Linked DNA regions of Mus musculus: all the other regions are linked to region 1. A link is a contact called in public ChIA-PET and HiChIP or PLAC-seq data. All regions are on one chromosome and are shown on one strand. The core of a region is the stretch at or near the end of the contact, and the rest is flanking DNA. Distances in the headings are between cores, read along the strand shown.

The links. ChIA-PET counts read pairs in DNA pulled down with a chosen protein or histone mark. HiChIP or PLAC-seq counts read pairs in DNA pulled down with a chosen protein or histone mark.
Region 2: a contact with region 1 is called in an HNF4G HiChIP or PLAC-seq map of pancreatic cancer cells. The contact joins two enhancer-like sites. A contact is called at or near these places in 2 of 39 promoter capture datasets (embryonic stem cells and pre-B cells) and 1 of 115 datasets of contacts at active chromatin or transcription factors (pancreatic cancer cells).
Region 3: a contact with region 1 is called in an RNA polymerase II ChIA-PET map of effector CD8 T cells, with 5 read pairs. The contact joins two enhancer-like sites. A contact is called at or near these places in 5 of 39 promoter capture datasets (HPC-7-derived erythroid cells, embryonic stem cells, liver and 2 more), 1 of 15 datasets of contacts at CTCF or cohesin (the NIH/3T3 cell line) and 1 of 115 datasets of contacts at active chromatin or transcription factors (effector CD8 T cells).

The regions. Positions count from the first base shown.
Region 1 is chr3:136,939,283-136,943,299 of GRCm38.p6, forward strand. It overlaps 1700006H20Rik (a long non-coding RNA gene), which reads right to left. Exons shown (of 4, transcript XR_376118.4): 4 at 3,961-4,017. Among named protein-coding and RNA genes, the nearest start is that of 1700006H20Rik, 14 kb to the right of the region's middle. Within about 2 kb of position 1,914, at least 86 of the 459 cell types and tissues checked have an H3K27ac peak or open chromatin away from gene starts, as enhancers often do. A contact at or near this core is called in effector CD8 T cells and pancreatic cancer cells, where this site is marked.
Region 2 is chr3:136,438,012-136,442,028 of GRCm38.p6, forward strand. All of the region lies in intron 3 of 1700030L20Rik (RIKEN cDNA 1700030L20 gene), which reads right to left. Among named protein-coding and RNA genes, the nearest start is that of 1700030L20Rik, 9.3 kb to the right of the region's middle. Within about 2 kb of position 2,365, at least 29 of the 459 cell types and tissues checked have an H3K27ac peak or open chromatin away from gene starts, as enhancers often do. A contact at or near this core is called in pancreatic cancer cells, where this site is marked.
Region 3 is chr3:136,609,814-136,613,830 of GRCm38.p6, forward strand. No RefSeq gene overlaps it. Among named protein-coding and RNA genes, the nearest start is that of Ppp3ca, 58 kb to the right of the region's middle. Within about 2 kb of position 2,063, at least 82 of the 459 cell types and tissues checked have an H3K27ac peak or open chromatin away from gene starts, as enhancers often do. A contact at or near this core is called in effector CD8 T cells, where this site is marked.

The sequences.
Region 1 (4,017 bases), core at 664-3,163:
CATTGCTTCAAGATTTTGTGTTTGCAGACACTCTGTCTTGGGGCTGAGCTCTGCAACCCAGTTAAACACAATACTCTGTGGGTTTAATATTTTATAGACAGACAAATGATAGCAGCTGGAAAAAGACAGCAACAGCCTAGGTTAGGTAGGGAGACTTGCAGGATAACCTGAGCTGTGTGGAGTGGTATTTGGGACCGCCTGCATTATGGGGAGAGAGAACTGGGTCAGCCTGAGCTACAGGGAGAAAAGCAGTGGACAGCCCAGGCTACCCCTTCCACATTTTCCTCTGTGTATCCCAAACCATCTTACTTTTTCTGGGCAAACCTAGCTGGAAAGAGTTTCCTATAGATTAGCAAAGTGGTGGTGGTGGAATTGAGCTTATAACCTGAGATCTCAAAAAAGGTTGATTTAACTTCCAGTCCAAAGGCATTCTTTTTAGGTTACACAGACTGAGCATCCCTTGTCCAGAATTCTTAGAACCAGAAATGTTTCCAATTTGGGGGATTTTTGACATTTTATAATAAGATTGATTAGACTTAACATTGAGATCCCCTATCAGAAATACCCCAAAATCCAAGATGTTTGGAGTTACCTTACAAAGTCTAAGGATTCAGACTTCTGGCTTAGAGGTGTTCAACTTATGTTTTCAAACAAAATTTCTAATACCAAATACTAAGGATGGCTAGGTTTGTTCTCAGAAACTCCACAGTGGCTGTAAGAATTAGTCTTGCTTCTTCAAGGTGACATACAAGGTTACTCACCTTGTGATTCTCAGCAGTCAGCTGACTTTCCAGTCTCATGCCTACTTGACTTCAGCCATGTTTGACTGGACCTAGTGCTTGGGTAGCCATAGGCTGCTTAGGTCTCTTATTCACTCATGCATTCTCTGAAAATACCAGATTCATCTTTAGATTGGGGTGAAACACAGTCCTTCCTGGGAAGAGAGATGTGTCCTATATGTCCTGTGTTTTCAACATTTACTTCTCTCACACACAACACAATGGGGAGAATAGCTGCTTCTCTTCGAAGTTTTGGAGGGAAACATGAGAGACTTGGTGTCTTTTGGAGGAAGAAAAAGGCAAGCAGGAATACAGATTTTTCTCCACGTGCACTCACAATGTGGGACTCTCTATGACTCCACGCAGCAAATGTTCAAAGAAGAATGGATTGGAGCTTTGCCATTGAAGGATCCAAGTCCTTGTACAAATTCCCTAGAGCCGGAAGTTAAGGTGTAATTTTCTTTTATTCTACCGGTCTCATCACGACTACTGCGTTCACCATTACAACTTGTTTTATCAGAGTTTGGTTTTGATTTTAATGCTTTTTGGGGGGTCAGCAAGATAACTCAGTAAGTAAACGCACTTGCAATCAAGCCTGACGGTCTCAACCCCCAGAACTCACGTAGTGGGAGAGAACTGACTCCAGCAAATTTTCCTCTGACCTTCACGTGCATGAAATGGCTGGTGCATGTGTGCAGAGACACACATATAAGCTAATGTTAAAATAATACTTATTGACTGTATATTGAGCACAGCCTACCTTAAAGAACCATAGAATGACATTGAAGTTTTAGCATGAGAGAACTAATCCTTTGGGTTCCAGGAAGCACTTCCTTTGTAGTCTTTTGCTAAAAGATAACACATTGGGAAAGGAAACCACAAGCTCTTTGCCAGCTTCAAACACCCTAGTGAGAAATAGTTAATCACAGTTCTGACAGGTCCTTTGGAAGGATGATAAATACAGGTCTGTTTATAGAGAAGAGACTGTTGGGGCATGGGACAGTGGGATGGGTGCTGGAACTCAGAGAGAGGGCTGATGGGGTATACTGATTCTACAGCTCTCAGTGCTAGGTGGAAACTCATTAGAACAACGAAATTCAATACCCAGGCTGCTCTGTCACCATGTTTGAACGGAAGTATGAGTCAGCATCTGTGCATACGTGCTGGCTTGTAGGAGATGAACCACACTGGTATAGATATGAGTCTGCCCTACTCTCCTACTTGCCACAGGGCTGTGAGACCTTTTCTGAGCTTCATAAAATCCTATTCCAGTCTTGGCCAAATGACTGATGAATTTTTAAGCTCTCTGCCTGAATTAAAAGAAACGATGTAAATGAAGAAATTGGCAGGGTATAAAACAGGAAATGCTCATTGTAGTCAGCAGCCTGCCAAGTTACACGAAGGCTTACTTATTCTGTGACTGAAACTCCTGTGTGTGTGAGGTGGCGTCGCCTGAGAGTGTTTGTGTGATCAGAAAAACCTAGTGAGAGGAATGGTACTCATCTCCAGCCTTCCTACAAGGATTAGTTGGGGAGAGAGGGCAAACTGGGAAGCAGTGAGAGAAGATGTAAGAGCAAAGAAGCAAGTCAACCATTGTGGAACCACTTGGCTTAAAGCATGGGAGGAATGATTGTGAAAGATGCAACCGGATACAGCTTGATGAGTAGTTTGCATCTGGAAGCCTTCCGTGCATAAAACCACATACCTGGTAGACTATATGTAAAGCACAGAGGCACTGCTGTTATTAGGACCGTGTAGCTTCAGGATTAACTTGGTGGATGGACAGTATCATCAAGGACATGGGTTGTCCCCATCCTTCTCAGGATGTTGGCATCTGTCCTCAGCTGCAGAGAACTATCCATAAGCACCTGGCATTGCTAGCTCACACAACACTGTCTGGCTAGTGGAAAATAACAGCAAAAATAACCTATAAATACAGCAAAGCCCAATTTATTGCTCATTGCAGCAATGTAACCACTACCTCAGCAGGGTCACAGTAAATCCAGATGGGTGGAAGGCAGAAGCAAAATATTTATGATGTTTTGTTTAGTTGAGGTTGGTCTTTCCACGTAGGAGTCTAATAAAAATCAGACCAAGTTTGTGGCTCTGTGGGTTAAAATTGGTACACACAGCAAAGGAGGCATTTACTAAGAGAGTTTTGAGGAGAGCAGTAAACATCTAGACAAGGATGAGACTTTGTTTCCTCCTCAAACTCACTAAGCTATTTTTATGACAACTAAAGCTGTGTGTGTGTGTGTCTGTGTGTGTGTGTCTGTGTGTGTGTGTCTGTGTGTGTGTGTCTGTGTGTGTGTGTGTGTCTGTGTGTGTGTCTGTGTGTGTGTCTGTGTGTGTGTCTGTGTGTGTGTGTCTGTGTGTGTGTGTGTGTCTGTATGTGTGTGTGTGTCTGTGTGTGTGTGTGTGTGTGTGTGTCTGTGTGTGTGTGTGTGTCTGTGTGTGTGTGTGTGTGTGTGTGTGTGTGTGTGTGTGTGTCTGTTTGTGTGTGTCTGTGTGTGTGTGTATCTGTGTGTGTGTATGTGGCTGTGTGGCTGAGTCATATTAAATGTATGGGTTGTGAGACTCGATGCAGCTAAACAGTCAGTTCTTCTCAAATGAGTTTATACATTTAATATCCTTGCACCAGAACACCCAGCAGGAGTTATGTATGGGCATTCACAAGCTGATTCTACAATCCATAGCAAGAGAATCTAAACTGTGGACTGGTAATATGGCCTAATGGTAGCATACAGAAGGCTCTGTTCAATATCCAGTACCACCAAAGATAAATAAAATGCATTTTATATCTGTGCTATTGAGTAGCTTTTTGCTTACAGGACCAACTCAGACAGCAGCAGAGAGACCACACACTTGCCTACAAATGGTCGACCAGGGAACATATCAAAATAGTTTGGTGGAGCAAGAAATAACTTTCAAAGAATTCATTACAACAACTGGTGATCCACTGACAACAGAAGAGACAGCTTGGCTCTCTATCTGGTAACTCTCTCCAAAATGAAAAATCAAATGGATTGGACATTTCATTTTTAAACATAAAATATAAAAACAAGGAGATTGCTAGAAAACAACAACAACAACAACAACAACAAAACCTGAAATAATGTTTGTGGCCTTGACTAGGCACAGAGTTTGACATAAAATCAAAAGCCAGAACTGAAAATTACAAATTAACAGGATTTTATTAAAAGTATGTTTCCTCTTGCTTCATAGAGTGCTGTAGTCT
Region 2 (4,017 bases), core at 1,115-3,614, 500 kb before region 1:
GCAGACTGCAGTAGCACATGCCTGCTATCCTGGCACTTGCAACACTTAAGTTGGAAGATTGGGAACACAAAACGAACCTCAGCTGCATAGAAAGATCCTTTAGTGGGGCCCTGTCAGATTTCCCCCCTTTATGTTAGCATGTCTATTGCTATTGCACTAGTTTGGCTCTTGTTTCAGCAGCCATATTTTTGAAGTATCATGGGTGAAGCTTCCCTACAATTTTAGAGGAATCAATCTCAGAACAGATTCTCTGTTCCTCTGGCTCTGACAATCTTCCTGTGTTCATCTAACATGTTCCTTGAAAGTTGGGTGTGGTATGCTGTAAAATTAGGGCTAAGAACCCCACCATTAGCTGTTCTCTACATTGTAAACAGTTATAGTTTTCTGTAATGATGTGTCTTTAGAAAAGCCAAGGGTTGTTTTGTTTTTGTTTTTGTTTTTTATATTAAGGTTGAGAGCTTCACTCATCTGAGGACATACAGATAAGTATTTAGAATGCAGCTAGGGATTGCTCTGGTTTAGTAAAGTGCTCATAGTGGGTTCTTCTCTTCGATCCATGATCTCACTAGCCACAGATAGTTGGCTACATTTCCAGTACTGGATGTAGTTTTCCTCCTGTGGACCATGCCTTATATCTAACCAGACAGCTGTTGATTACGGCTAAGATATGAGTGCCACTACTGGACCCTTAGGGACATCTTACCATGCTAGTCATTGTTGAAGATCATATGACTCACAGCTGAATAGAAGTATCTTGTGCTTCTTCCCCTAGCAGCTTACAGGGCACCTTTCAGTGCTACTAAATCTAGTCCTGCAAGAGGTTTTGAGTCAAGGCCAGTTTGCATCATCTAGGTTCTGTGTGTGAAGTGCATGATGCTTTCAGCAATAAGGACTTACCTTCAACTCCCAAGAGGTAACTAAAGGCAACAGCAAAAGCCGGCATTGTTTGGGGAGTCTCTTAGACTCACTAATCAGCAACTAGAAAGGGGATTTCTCATGCCTGGTACTGGAATGATATTTTAGTTACTCTGACTCTTGAAGGGATTATTTTCAGACTAAATGAATTAACACCATTTATGCTCTATATGTGTGCATATATATATATGTGTGTGTGTGTGTGTGTGTGTGTGTGTTTAATATATATGGCTTTTTCAAACATCCTCAAAATGATTTTTCTCTTCTCCTGCCTCTCCTTCTGAGTTGACCTCCCATTCTCCTTTCCAGTTTAAACCCCTCCCCCTTTCTCATTTCTCCCCTCAGAGCACTCATATCCCCCATTACCCTCTCTAACCCCTCCCCCACACATACACAGACACTTGCATGACGCCATTTTACTTTCCAGGTGTCTGTTTTAGAAATGGTAATTCAAAAAAATTCCTCAAATTTGGTCATATAAAATACCTGAAATTGTGTATAATAAAAAGGATGATGTTTGTTAATTAAAAATAAATCCATTTATGGTGAGTAATCCGTCATGCTCTGCCTTCTGAACAGCGGTTGCTCATTAACTCAGCCTGCCCGACCTTCACAGAGGCCTCTGTATAAATGCCAGTAGCATGGCTTCTCCCTGCCCATTTAGAACCATGGCTTTCCTCCCCATAGAAGCAATAATGCACAACACTAACAGTAAAGAAACTGCTTTACTTCCAGGTTCCTGAAAGAAATACATGCAAAAAGAGGCGGAGAGGGTGTGCACTGAAGAACAGCACATGCCCAGAATTTCATTTCCCTCGTCAACTATGAATGTAAATTGAATATTTAAAAAAAGAAACTCAAGGGTTTGAAATTTTCTGATTTCTTTTCTATCTAATGCATTGATTATGGACTGTCCTTGGCCTATGTGTGTTTCCAGATATCAACTGATTTTTCCCCCTAAATTTTTAGGTCCCATTTTGTATCTGTCATTCCCTGCTTGATTCATCATGGTCCTAACAAGTCCTAACAAATAGAAGTGGTGGTTTCCTGAAAATTGCCTCAGATGTTTTTAAAAGATACAGAGATTCTTTAGAGCTTGCAAAGGTTTAAACAGTGGCCATTTCTTTCCCTGGGTAGTGAGTCATAATTAGTCAACAGTTTTCAAAGTAGAAATCTTTTTCTCTGTCTCCTAAGTAACCTGCATGATCTAAGACCTCATTGTTGCCTATAAAGAAATGTCAAGTCAGGGCACCAAAGGGCAACATGAACTTAGCATTTTTTTATTTGGATAGAAATCCCCATGGTCTTGAAAACAGTGAACTTAAGGACACCGAATTTGGTCAGAACAAGAACCGACGCAATTAAATTGAGCAGGAAAATAACAAGGCAGGGCACAAGCATGAGGTGTCAAAGGGCAGGATGACTTCCAAGAGCTAACAGGACCTTTGAAACTAGGGGTCATGAAGCAACAACATCTCTGTTTCTAACTTGCTGCTGCTACCTCTACTCAACATGGGTTTGGGGAACTGCTGTGGTCAGTGCTGACCCGCAGCTGGTGTGAGGCTTTTACTACTGAAACTCAGAACCTCACCGTGCTTTCTTACTGCAGTCTCTGTGAGGAGATCGATTCTGTTCACTCCATACACAAAGTTGTGTGCCAGAAGCACATCTGAACCCGAGATGCCTCAAAGCCACTGAATCTGGATGACTAAAATCAAGCTACAAAATAAAATGTTTAGGGTATCTCTCTGTCTCTGTCTCTGTCTCTGTCTCTGTCTCTCTCTCTCTCTCTCATGTGTGCGGTGTGTGTGAGAGAGAGAGAGAGAGAGAGACAGAGACAGAGACAGAGACAGAGACAGAGACCCTAAACATTTTATTTTGTAGCAGAGAAAGAGAGAACGCCTCTGTGTGTGTGTGTCCATGGAGGCTAGAAGGGTGGTAGGAGGGGAAGAAGCCAAGCCACAAGGGGTTTGCATACCATGGGGTTAGGTCTCAGGCACACAGCATGCTCAGAAATCCCAGTGGAGATCTTGGGGGAGATCTCTGAGCTTTTCAAGTCTTTCTCCACCAGCCCAGATTCATTAACACAGCATTTCTCCCTCAACATAATGCAAGTCATCTGGTTCAGAGTTGTCTGGTTTTGGAGAGCAACCCCTGCTAGGGAGTTTATCTGTAGTTGAAGGGACTTGAGACTGTCTGTATTGGAAGCCATTGCCTGGTCAAGCTTGTCTTGGCAGTCTCCAGTAAGCTGGTTGTGTCTGGATGAAGGCAGCTGTCGTGGCTTCAAGAGATCCAGGAAAGATGGTGGGTGCTATTCCTTCCAGCAAAGGAAGGAACATCTCTTGTCTCCATCTTGCCTAGAGCAGCATCTGCCTTCCTTTCCTCATAGAGATAAACAGGTGGTATAGTCACCACAGGAATGCAAAATTCTGGCAGGTGAATGTCTGCCCAGGGGGTTATTTTATTTTCCTTATACCAGAAGAAGAGAGAGGATAATGCACACATTAAGCCTATAACAGTTTGGTTGGCAGCACATCAAGTGGTCTGTTGGTATAAGCCTAGGAAAAAGGCACAGGGTAGTTGTTAGAGTAATCTTAATCCCGGGTTGGCATTCTTGAAAGGGGAATCAGGTGACTTCCACCTGTGCTGCAGTAAGGAAAGCAGAAAGGGATGGAGGTGACTTATCTCATCTGCTTGAGGTAGCTGAGAGAGGAAAAGGCACAATACTTAGGTATCTGGAATAGACAGTAACAGCTTGCCTGTGAAAAATAAACTGTCTGAAGTAGGTGACCTTATTTTTATTAATTGAATATTAAATAATATTTGTTAATGTAGTCCTTTTGACCTGTGGGATGTAGATCCAAGGTGATTCTCTGAAGCGTAAAAGAATTTTTAAGTTTACAAAAGTAGATAAACTTTAGATATGTCAGTATTACCACTGTTTGCAATCTATATACAATTTTGGGTTAAAACCATGAATATTCTTTTAGGTATTCCTATTATTAGAGAAGAATAAGCATTTAAACAAAACTTAGACAAAGAATCACAAAAATTTTAAGTTTGGGGTGGGCTGTATTGTCCTAGCCATGCCATCTCAAATCT
Region 3 (4,017 bases), core at 813-3,312, 330 kb before region 1:
CTGTTGTCAGGTTAAATAGAGAGATGGAGGAGTTCGATGAGGATTTCCAACTTGTTGAAAGAGAGGGTTATATTCCAGCCTGTGAAGGTCCCACATCCTGAGGTCATTAGGGATGCACGTGTGTAGTAGGAAAGAATTCAAAACAACTTGGTTTGTTGATTCTTCTTAAGAAGGAAGCAGATGGCAGCCAGCCAAGCCTCAGAATTAAAAGTCACAGGAAGCTACAAATCAGTGCAAACAAGGAAACCTTCCAAAGCCTGAAATCGGAGAAGCCCTCCCCCACCACCCCCGACTTTGATGATCAGCTTATAATATGATCATCAGGAGCAGCCTAGTACTTCCGAGCATCAGCATTTGGGACATCTAGTAGTTGCTCGTACTGGCCTGAGTAAGCCTTTTATTTACCAACTCCATCCTCTACCCAGCATCCCAATTTCCCCTTTATGCGCATTTGGGCATTTAGAAAGCTGACCATTCAGAAAGCACACAGTTGGGCATTGTTTTCAAGCTCACTGCTGCTCCTGACAGAATTATTGAGGAAGCATTATGCAAATCTATTGTTTACAAAGGCCATAAAACCATCTGGCCCAAGAGGTTCACTTTCTGTAGCTGACTTCTGGACACCAGCATGGGTTTAACTTCCTCTGTCCTTCCTATTCTGGCTGCCAAGCCACTGTTGACAAAACACAGGTGATTTGTTTCTCATTTCTGACCAGGCTTCCAGTCCTGCCTCTGCTTATTTAACTTTGTTCTAGTTTCTGTATATCACTCTCTCCGCCTCTCTTACCTGGGGCAGTTTCCACACTTTCCCTGAGGTTTCCTTTGGAGACCTTCTGTGGATTTCCAGACAGAGTCGAACATTTATAACTACATCTCAGAGACACAAAGCACATTTGTAGAAAGTCATAAAAACGACCTTGGTAATAAACCCCAGGGTGTGGCTGTTACACACAGATGGCAGCTTCTAAGCGCTCACAATTCATGGGCTGCCCAACGGTGATCCACAGTTTCAACTGCAGACCTTGGGAAGTAAGATTTTGTTGCTACTGAGTAAGTCTAATAAATGGATTTCATTTCAACATCACTGTATAAAATTATATCTGTTTGCCTTTTCCATGAGAATATTGGACTTTTAAATGTGTATCGCTGTTCTATAGCATCACAATTCATCAAAACTGTAGCTGTTTCTGCACATGCTCAGACATTAGAATATACTTCAGAAAAGTCACAACATGGAAGTTGCTCTTTCATAGGTACCAATTTCCCAAAGAGAGGGTAGCTGTCAATTTAAAGGAGCTAAGGCTCCCGTTTAATCTTCTGTGTATGTAAACATGAGCAAGAAGCCAAAACTTATCTTGATCCAGTGATGTCCACAAGGGACACCTGTTTCAGTATTTATTTTTGTATAACATACAAGACCCGAGAGCTTTTAAGACTACAGCCGGGCGGTGGTGGCGCATTCCTTTAATCCCAGCACTTGGGAGGCAGAGGCAGGTGGATTTCTGAGTTTGAGGCCAGCCTGGTCTACAGAGTGAGTTTCAGGACAGCCAGGGCTATACAGAGAAACCCTGCCTGAAGAAAAAAAACAAAAAAACAAAAAACAAAAAACAAACAAACAAAACAAAACAAAACAAAAGACTACTGTGAGCAAGGCTAAATTCATTGTTCTGTTAGAACAGGTTAGACCTTGGCATGACTGATCTTTGTAAGTTATAGTCTAACAGACAAGAATTTTGAGGGTTCCGTTGAGATAACAAAGGATGGATCATTTCTAACAAAACAAGCAACTGTTGTTTGATTGTTATTCTTACAGCTTGCTCATATTTATCCAGTTTAGCTAAGTAAACGTAGTTATTTGAATCCCTAACACCTACTGTTCTCATAAACAGGATACCCTATGTTCTGTATTAAGCTTATCCTGCGAATTGCTCACGGAAAAAAAAAAGTGAGGATATGAGATCAATTTTAAAAATGTGAATTTTTTTTTAGTGCCAGAAGCCTAGGCACTGCCATTAGCTATAAAAAGAACTGGTGGGAGGAGGATGTGGTTCCTGCCGAAGATACACAGCACTCTCTGGCAGCCACATCCTGCCATCCTATGGCTGGTTCAACCCAAGTACCACATGATAGTTTTCTTAAATGATAAGCTATTACGTGTTGTTGTAAAGTGAGACCATTAAAAGAGAGTAGTGTCTTTGAAGGCTAATAGGTATCTACAGTTGTAGCAAAGATAGGGATTGGAGCTTTGCAAGTATCATACAGAAATGAGAGAAAGTCTTAAGGTCTCTTATGAAATATAAAAAATAAACCATCATAGAAATAAATGGGGAAATATGCAAAAGCACAAAAAAGTTCCTCACATTTAATTCCTCTGACACATTGCACATAGCATTTGCTCCACTAGACTATACTCGTATGTGTATTTATATTTATTAGTTCTGATATGGATCTTTAATGCCCCTACAAATTCATGGTCTGAGTACTTGTTCCACAAACAGTGGAAAAAAGAGCTAGTAGGGCTGTTTCTACAGCCTATAGGACCTTTGCAACCCTGGTCCTGGCTGCCACATGTCATTAGGGGTACATGGTTGGAGGTTGTTGTTTATTGTTGTTGTTGTTTGTTCTTTTAACCTACCTCCGTTTGGGTCCTGTTCTCTGATTCCTGATCTTTTGGCATGCAAGCAACCAACACCTCATGGTCACTCTGCCACAGACTGAGCTGCTCCACTGTGCCCCCCCAATTATGATGGACTACCTCTGATACCATGTGCCGAAATCAACCTCTCTTCCTTTGAGTTGCTTCTGACTGATACTTTGTCCTAATGATCATAACACTTTAGAAATTATGTTGATTTTACAAATAAATTGATGTGTTTTTACAAAATTGAAGTCATGTGATACACAATCCAGCTAGGATGTTGCTAGAGAGAAATGGCATTAGTCTCCTTTGGTCACTTAGTATTAAATTATAATGATTTTGCTATGTTACATATTCTTTGAAAACATTGTATGTCTCTAATATCACAAGACGTCAATCCTCCTCAAACATTAACAGAAATCAAAATGGCCTTGGCACCTTTTCCAGTTTCTAAATTAATGCATATCAGGTAGAGCCACAAGTGTGATTTCCTATATTTCATTGGATAGTTGAACACAAAGGTCTTTATTACTTTATACAAACCTGATCTTTCAATTGTGGGTTTATATTACTTTAAATATGACCAATCATTTAAATGCTTTCTAACAATTTATATTACAGGTGAATATTACTTTTCTTTGTCTAAATTCTTTGTGTTACATAATACATTCTAGATTTTCTAAGTTTACGTTCAAGTGGCATGTTCTTTTAGTTTCCTTTATCCCAAGAAAAGGAAACATTTCATCACATTTTCAATGTTGACCTCCCAAAACTAGAAACAATTCTACAACTGTTTTCTTAAAGCTATTTTCTAGGAAACCTTTACATTTGCAGCACTTAAACCCCTAGTTAGTGTAGTTATCATAGACATTTTCTCACATAATGGTGTGCTATTTACTAATGTTCTGATCTTGACAGACCAGTTTTGTTTTCTCAGCTTTAAATACTTTTATTGATTTGGACTTGGGGGTGTTTTGGTTTTGTTTTTGCTGTTGTTTTTGTGATTGCTGTTGCTGATGCTGTTTCTGCTGCTGTTGTTGTTTCTGTTATTGTTGCTACTTCTGCTTTTGCTACTGCTGTTTTCTGAATACTAGGATCAAACCCAGAGACTCTGGTCATGATAAACAAGTACTCTGATGTGCCACCTATCCACCCCAGGCCATTATTTAATTGTAGTTTCTTAAAAAACTTGTTTTGCTTTTTAAAAAGTAGGAGTCTTTAAAAAGAATACTAGCTTTTCCACGATGCTGTGCCAGTTTCCCAATTCCTTGCTTGTTTGCCTTTTCCTCTCCTTTCCCTTCGTTCCCTTCACTCCTCTTCATTTCCCATCCATCCTCTCATTTTCATTTTTTCTGTTGTTTATTTGTTTGTTTGCACAG